Regions from separate parts of the Mus musculus genome. Here region 2 is linked to region 1. A link is a contact called in public promoter capture Hi-C data. All regions are on one chromosome and are shown on one strand. Each heading gives the region's core, a stretch centred on a gene start, on an enhancer-like site or on the middle of the called end of the contact. The rest is flanking DNA. Distances are from core to core; before and after follow the strand shown. Region 1 holds the start of Icam2 (intercellular adhesion molecule 2). Region 2 holds the start of Tex2 (testis expressed gene 2).

Region 1 (3,497 bases), core at 575-3,074:
CTTGGCAGCAGACGTCTCTGATGCCTGTCCTTGGGGCTCTCTATTACCAGTGGCCCAAGGAGACAGGTCACCTTTGGTTGGCCCCTTTCCTCCAGTCCCTTTATCAGTCAGCCCTAGGTCAGTCTTCCTCAAGCCTACTTTCGGCTTCCTTAAGCTCCCGTACAATGTTCCCTCTGTCATGAAGACACCTCTGAGAATGGAGGTAAACTCTGAGCTCACATCACCATCGAAAACTGACAGGATGCCCTCTGGGTGGCGGCAAAGCTCCAGGGAAAGAGAGTAGAGGTAGTGGAGGGACTCCATTTTTAATAACGTAGCTAATAAGAGATGTTGAAGCAAAGACAGAGGGAGGTAGAGAACCTTTCATGCGCTGTGGGAGCACCTTGCAGATAAACGGAGCCGCTGGCTCGCAGACCTGCCATCGGGAGCATGCGTTCATGAAGCAATGGAGAACGGAGATGACCAAACCTTAGCAAGGAAGAGGAATGGTGGAAATAAGACCAGAAAAGCAACAGGCCACCATCAAAAGGACCTGTTGCATAAAGCTCATAATTTATGTTGATGCTCTGTAGACATCGTTGGAGCCAGGACATTTAGGCTGGGCCTGAGTTTCCCATGTTTCTCTTTATGGTGACTACACAGCTCTATGCAGGACAGACATTTGGGATGTACCTGGTGTAAGACAATGGGGCCCTCGGTATTCACCTCCACTCTGTGAGGACCACGATGGTCCTGGATCCTGGCTAGCAGGGTCCCTACACATGGCTTGTCTTTCTCCCTCCCCACTCAGCCATCAGCTAGTGACATTCAATTCAGCGGCAAAGGAGGGGCTTTCCATGTAGATAGTGCTGGACTTGAACTTTCAACGTTGGTTATATATATTCTTTCTGTGAGCCTCAGTTTCTTCACTTGTTAAAAGGGATCATGTGCCCTCCCCTGGGTCCTGAGTGCAATTAGGCTTGGAAGCGTTTGGCAGGTTGTCTAAGACATAGGACACTCAGCACGTAGAGGCTGTGTCCTTCCAGGTCTCCTTGACCCACTGAAACAGCTTTCATTTTCATTTTGTTCTGCCAGTGAGCACAGTATCATCGGCTGCCCTCTGCTGTCCACTAGGCCCCTTTGGCATGCTGCCTCATCTCCGCTTAGCCCCTGGCATTCCTTCTGGAGTCTCCCATTTACCCACTGTCCACCACCCCCAACGTCGGTAGCCTGTCACATCAACATTCATTGATGAATGTTTCATCGACATTCCCAGATCTCTGAGTTTGTTCCCTCTAGTATCCAAAAGGCCTTGATCCTAGTCCTTAGCCTGGGGCCATGAGAAACCAAAGCCAGGCTGACACAGTCTTCTTTACCTATGGTGGAGAGGCCTCTGTGGCCAGGATGTCCCCTTCCCCCACCCCGATGCCTGAGGAGTATTAGTACTTCCCACCCTAAGATGCCATGTGCTGAAACCCCTGGGAGCTGGCTTACCTGGGCTGTAGAACAGGATAAGAAGAGACAGGCTCCAGCAAGCAAAAGAAGACATCTCAGGTGGGGTCTGTGGGGTCTGTGGAGTCTATGGGCTTCAGGGGCACAGCTGACGGCTGCCTGGAGGGTTAGGGAGAGATGTCTGCTACAGGTCGGGGAGTGAAGCCTGGCGCTCCCAACTGAAATCCACAATCTCCTCTGTGCCAGTGAGCTCATTTCCTCTAATTATCTGAGATCAGGAAACAATATGCACAGACCAGCTCCCAAGCCTTTAGGGCCTCAAGAATTCATGCAGAGGAAGCCAGGAAGCAGCAGATAAGCAGGGGTGTAACAGGGTTCTCTCACGTTGCATGCTCCCTGTGCGGGGATAGGAAAGCAATGGGAAATCACATGCAGGAAGTGTGTGTGCATGCATGAATGTGTGCAAGCTTGCATGCACTTACGTGTTTTGTGTGTGGGTGGGGGGAGTGTACATGGAATTTCTTTAACTGTACATTGGGCAGAGTGAGGTCTCCAAGATTCAGATCAGGGGAACTCTGAATTCTACCAGGCCTCGGTTGGCGTCATCTCTGGAAAGATGATATCCAAAGTTAGAACGCAGTCACATAGTAATCTCTTGCTAATGCCCTGCGTATATCTGCATGTCTCAATGTCTCATTTAGTTTCCAGCAGAAGCCTAGCCCTAATTCAGCCAACACAGGGCTCAGAGATTGCAAAAGGGCAGCCCACAGTCGTCTCCTGGGGCCCAGGAGGTCAGGAAACAGTGCCTACAACCTATTCCCAAACCCTAGACTCTTTCCTGGCCTTGTCAGTTAGTGCTTTCCTGTGCATCTCCTTACTTCAGGCAGGACCTTGGTCTTCCTAGCCTTCCTTCCGGGCACACTTCACCACAGGCAGAGAACTTTGGATACACGGCCTTCCCAGGAGGCACTGTGTTCACCATATTTAGTCAACCTTACTGTCTTAGTTCTGTCTTAGAACCTGGGGGATAGGCAGGGCAAAAGCAGGCCTCCTTGCTTTCTCGGTAGAATCCCAGAAAGGGCCTATCCAAAGGAAGCCCCAGGGTTTTGAGGGCTCATTATTGGAGCTCAGGAAGCCACCTGCAGGACCAGCTCCCAGTCCATTGTGTCCTCCAGATTTCAAGTAGAGGAAGCCTCAATGGCTCAGCCAGTGACCCTGTGACATCCTGTCCTTCCCACAGTGCTGAGTAGTGGCTGTTGTATATAGCTATCTAGTGCAGATGTTATCAGCCTGGATCAAGGGAAGTCCCCACATGAGGCTGTTGGGCTTTGAGATTCCACCAGAAAGCGAAGACCAGGTAAGGAGAGAAAAGAGGGAGAAGGGAGAAGTGGGGTGGGGTAGAGTGGGGGGAGGGTGGGGGAAGGGTGGGGGGAGGGTGGGAGTATCTGATCACACATTAGGCTGATAGAGTCCTGAGAACAGGGGACTGGAGGGCTTCAAGGGTTTTGGGTGATAAGGTGGGGGTTGGCCTTCTCTGGGTAATAATAATAATAATAATAAATAATAATGTGATAATAATACAGCAACACAAATGGGCAGACAAACAGACACCACTTAGGCAGGGAAGGAGTTGTCTTTTCATTTTTGGAGGGGTGTTGGTGACTGAGTCGCTACGGCTTCATGCATGCTAGACACATGCCAAGAGCTGCATCCCTAGACTCTTGGTGTTTTTCCCACCCCGCTAAGTGGTCCACACTGGCCTAGAGCTCGCTTTGCAGTTCACGTTCAGAGAACTTTGTCATCAGGTGGTGTGAGCACCACAGTGTGTCCACACAAACCTAGACGGTACAGGACACTACCGTCCTGTACATAGTTAGACGTGTTATACTTGAACACAGCTGCACCACAGTAGCACACTAACACCACCAGGAGAATCTGGGAGTGATGCATTCAATGTTGTCACCGGGCTGTGATGGCTATAAGGCCTCTATGTGGTATGACTTTTGTAGCTCCAGTGTAATCTTCTGGGACCTCTATTGTACGTACATGTGGCCTGTCATGGATGA
Region 2 (3,497 bases), core at 422-2,921, 230 kb after region 1:
TAATACACACATACTACATACACACACATAGGAGGTTGGGGGCAGCCTAACCTTTGCTGCCTTTCCTAGAAGCAGTCTAAGAACATAACCTCTAATCACATACAGTGGTCTAGCATCGGCTAGTGGTCTAGCATCGGCTACAGCTCTCACTTCTCGCCACTCAGCCCAAACTGTCCTTCCTCGCCTATCCTTTACTACCTGTCAGTGAACTTCATCACCTCCACGTTCTAATCTGAATCTCCTTGCTCATCTCCTTTCCTGAAGACACACGTACAAGGATGTGCAGTCCCCCAGAGCCCTCCTCTATCCCTCTCCAAGCCTTCATGTCCCCTCCCTGGGAGCCCAAGGAGCAAAGATCAGCCACACTCTGGCTTCATTCTCGTAGCCTGAAGACATTTATCTGTTTGGAAGACTCTGAAAAGATACTGAAACCATTTAAGGGTTGGGAAAAGCTAACAGAAACGTTTCTCACCGGCCAATAAATCCAGACCCTTCAAACTCCCTTCCCCAAGCGCCAGAGATCACTTGTCCCTCAGTTTCCCTTGTTATTTTCCACATACAATTCACTTTCTCTTTGGATTTAATCTAGCTCCTGAAAAGACAATTCCTCTCAATTGAGCAATGGTGTCAAGACATTTGGACCTCACACCGGAACAGGACACAACCTGTGTCTTCAGGTTGTCACACTTTTCCTTTAACTCTAAAAAAATATGTCCTCCTCATCTATGAAATCTAATGACAAAGTAAGTACTCCTTAGCTCTAAGGGGAAAAAAAAGAGCGAGGGTGTTTAACAGACTTTGCCCTTAAATTTGATGCCGTGTAACCATAACAACTGATGGTTTAGGTAACCATCAACCCACTGAGGGGCTAAGTTTTCCAAAAATCGTTTTTCAGTGGGGGAAAAACTCCCTTGCACCAACTCCCGCGCGTAGAGTCGGCACTCCGGAGTGGCATGTGGTGCAATGGAGCCGGCAGCTCCTGTCCCTGCATCGGTCCCCCGGTCTCCACCACCGTCATCTCCATGCTCCCAGCGGGGCAGCTAGCGTTAGGCCTCAGCCCAATGTCACTTGTTAACCTTCCGATCTCCCCGGTTTTTGGTACGCCGCCACCTCCCTTTGAAAGCACACAAGCCACCCCTCGGTCCCCGGTGTCCGCCAGGAGTTGGGAGAAAAACAAGCGAGGCGCCGACAGCCACTGACAGATTCGCGCAAAAGTAACCGCGCTCCTCCATTCCCAAGCTTCTCCCACGGTGGCCCAGGGGGCGGAGGACGGCAAGGGCCCCACGCACAGAGGTGACAAGTGTTTTCCTTCAACGAGCGTGTGAATGCTGCTTTCCCGGACCCACACCGAGCCGCGGACGCTAGGCTGGGACCTGACGGCTTGCACCTCCCGCCCCGGGGCGACTCCGCCCTGCCCGGCCCCCAAGCAGGGAAGGTCTCTCCCGGGGCCACCCATGCCGGCGTCCCGAGCCCTGGTAGTGTGGAAGGGACCGAGCCCCGCTGCGCCAACGGCTGCGGGAGCTGCCGGTGTCCCGTAGCCGGGCCACCCAGTCAGGGCCTGCTCCGCCCGTCGCCCCACCTGGCCCGGAGCGCGCTCACCCCGGATCCGCTGGCTGCCTCATCCTACTACACCGGCGCCCGTACTTGGCGGCCGCCGCGGCTCCTGCTCCAGCTCCAGCTCCGGCTCTGGCTGGGGCCGCCGTGCTGCTGCCCGCCCGCCCCCGGGCACCGGCCGTCCCGCCCCGCCGGCGGACCCGCCCCGCGGCCGCGGCCCCCACCGCCCAACCACAGGGCGGAGGGGGCGGGGCCAGCCGCGCACCAGACATGACCAATCCAGCCAGTGCCGCGCGCCCGCGACGGGCCTGGAGGATCGGCCAGCGATCGGTCAGGGCTGTTAAAGGGGCTGCGGCGCTGCGGACTGGAAAGAAGGGGAGGCCGCGAAAAACTGCGGGTTACCTGGCAGAATCCCAGTGGGAGGAGCGAGCGTTGCACTCTCCCAATTGAAACTGAGGCGCTTTCCCCAGCTCTTTGCATTTCTTAATTTCCTCTTCCTGCAATTTAGCAACAAGTGCCTCCAAGCCGTGAGGGAAACTGTCTGGCTAGGCAGATTCTTAGGAACAGAGGTCTTAGGAGGACGTCGGACTTTATCAATCCCTGCTAGTTCCAGAAACTGGATGTCTGAGCTCCTCCTCCACACCTGACCGTAACAACCAATCGCAAACTGATTAGTAGAATTAGCGCCTAGAATTCGTGTGACGTAAATATATCATATATTATGATCTTGGGTTTTTTTTTAATACAGGGTCTCCTGTAGACTAGGCTGTTTTCAGAATTGATATGTAGCTGAAGATAGCCTTGAACTCTTAGCCTCCTGCCTCTGCCTCTACCGCTATGACTATAGGCATACACCACTACACCTGGATAACATAAGTTTACCTTAGAGGGATCGTGTCTAGGGCCCAGATAAAGGAAGGTGACTTTTAAAAATGAGTTCTCGCTTAAAATGTGCTTGGAATGGTGGAGGCTATTTTTACACCCATCAGTTCCTTACAGGGTAAAGGGAGGGGTGGAGGGGGCAGAGGGTAGGCAGGTCCCGCAGGTCCCTCATAGCACAGGGGCAGGTTGTGAGAGTGTCTTTGCTTATCAACTTTGCCTTCTAAATGAGTGGGTCCCAAACTTCAGCATCAGCCCATCCCAGAGGACTCTAGCATGTCTCAACTTTGCAATGACTGGGTCTGGGCCGTTTATTTTTCAACATTCTTTCCCCAGGAGATTCCAGTAGGGGGCGCTCTGGGGGGGCATGCTTTTTTTTTTTTTTTTTGGTTTTTCAAGACAGGGTTTCTCTGTGTAGCCCTGGCTGTCCTGGAACGCACTCTGTAGACCAGGCTGGCCTCAAACTCAGAAATCCGCCTGCCTCTGCCTCCCAAGTGCTGGGATTAAAGGCGTGCGCCACCACGCCCGGCTAGGGGCCATACTCTTTCGAGTCTCTCATTGCTGTGAAATTAAAACTCAACCGGCGGAAAATAAAGCTAGATTCCTCTGTACAATCAAAATCCATGATATGTTTGGGAGACTTGCTAGTCAGTAAACCTAGAGACCAAAAAGGAGCTCAGACTGGCCCCCTGCATGTGACACAGCACGAACTGAATGTTGACGGGCTCTAGACGCAACAGATGACAGCTGGAACTCCTCCAAGAGGAAAGGCAAGGCTGTGACCTAGCACATAAGGAAGTCAGTCTTGTTCTCTGACCAGTGAGATAATGCATAAGCATTTAATGGCAAACACACCCTCCCATGGCCCGCACTAGGACCAGTCAACCCCAGAAGGACACCCTGCCCCTCTGAGACCACATTCCAATGTCATCATCCAGTCCTACTGCCTACCCTCCTGGCTGAATTCAACTTCTAGTCCTAGTGTCCCAGACACCTGTGTGACCCAGAAGTCTTTGCCCTGGATTTGGAGGCCAGCCCTTGTATTAGTCAAGTTTCACTGGGAG

The links. Promoter capture Hi-C pulls out the DNA fragments that hold promoters and counts their contacts.
Region 2: a contact with region 1 is called in a promoter capture Hi-C map of stem cell-derived epiblast-like cells, with 5 times the contacts expected there. The contact joins the promoter of Tex2 here to the promoter of Icam2 in region 1. A contact is called at or near these places in 22 of 39 promoter capture datasets (the 3T3-L1 cell line, 3T3-L1-derived adipocytes, the C10 cell line and 16 more), 1 of 15 datasets of contacts at CTCF or cohesin (large pre-B cells), 6 of 484 Hi-C or Micro-C datasets (B cells, the C10 cell line, the G1E-ER4 cell line and 3 more), 9 of 115 datasets of contacts at active chromatin or transcription factors (the SCID.adh cell line, T-cell acute lymphoblastic leukemia, bone marrow-derived macrophages and 5 more) and 3 of 9 other capture datasets (adipose tissue, liver and pancreatic islet).

Annotation. Positions count from the first base shown.
Region 1 is chr11:106,380,957-106,384,453 of GRCm38.p6, forward strand. Icam2 (intercellular adhesion molecule 2) reads right to left here and starts at 1,825. Exons shown (of 4, transcript NM_010494.2): 1 at 1,474-1,825. The coding sequence starts at 1,528.
Region 2 is chr11:106,611,259-106,614,755 of GRCm38.p6, forward strand. It overlaps Tex2 (testis expressed gene 2), which reads right to left and starts at 1,672. Exons shown (of 12, transcript NM_198292.3): 1 at 1,600-1,672.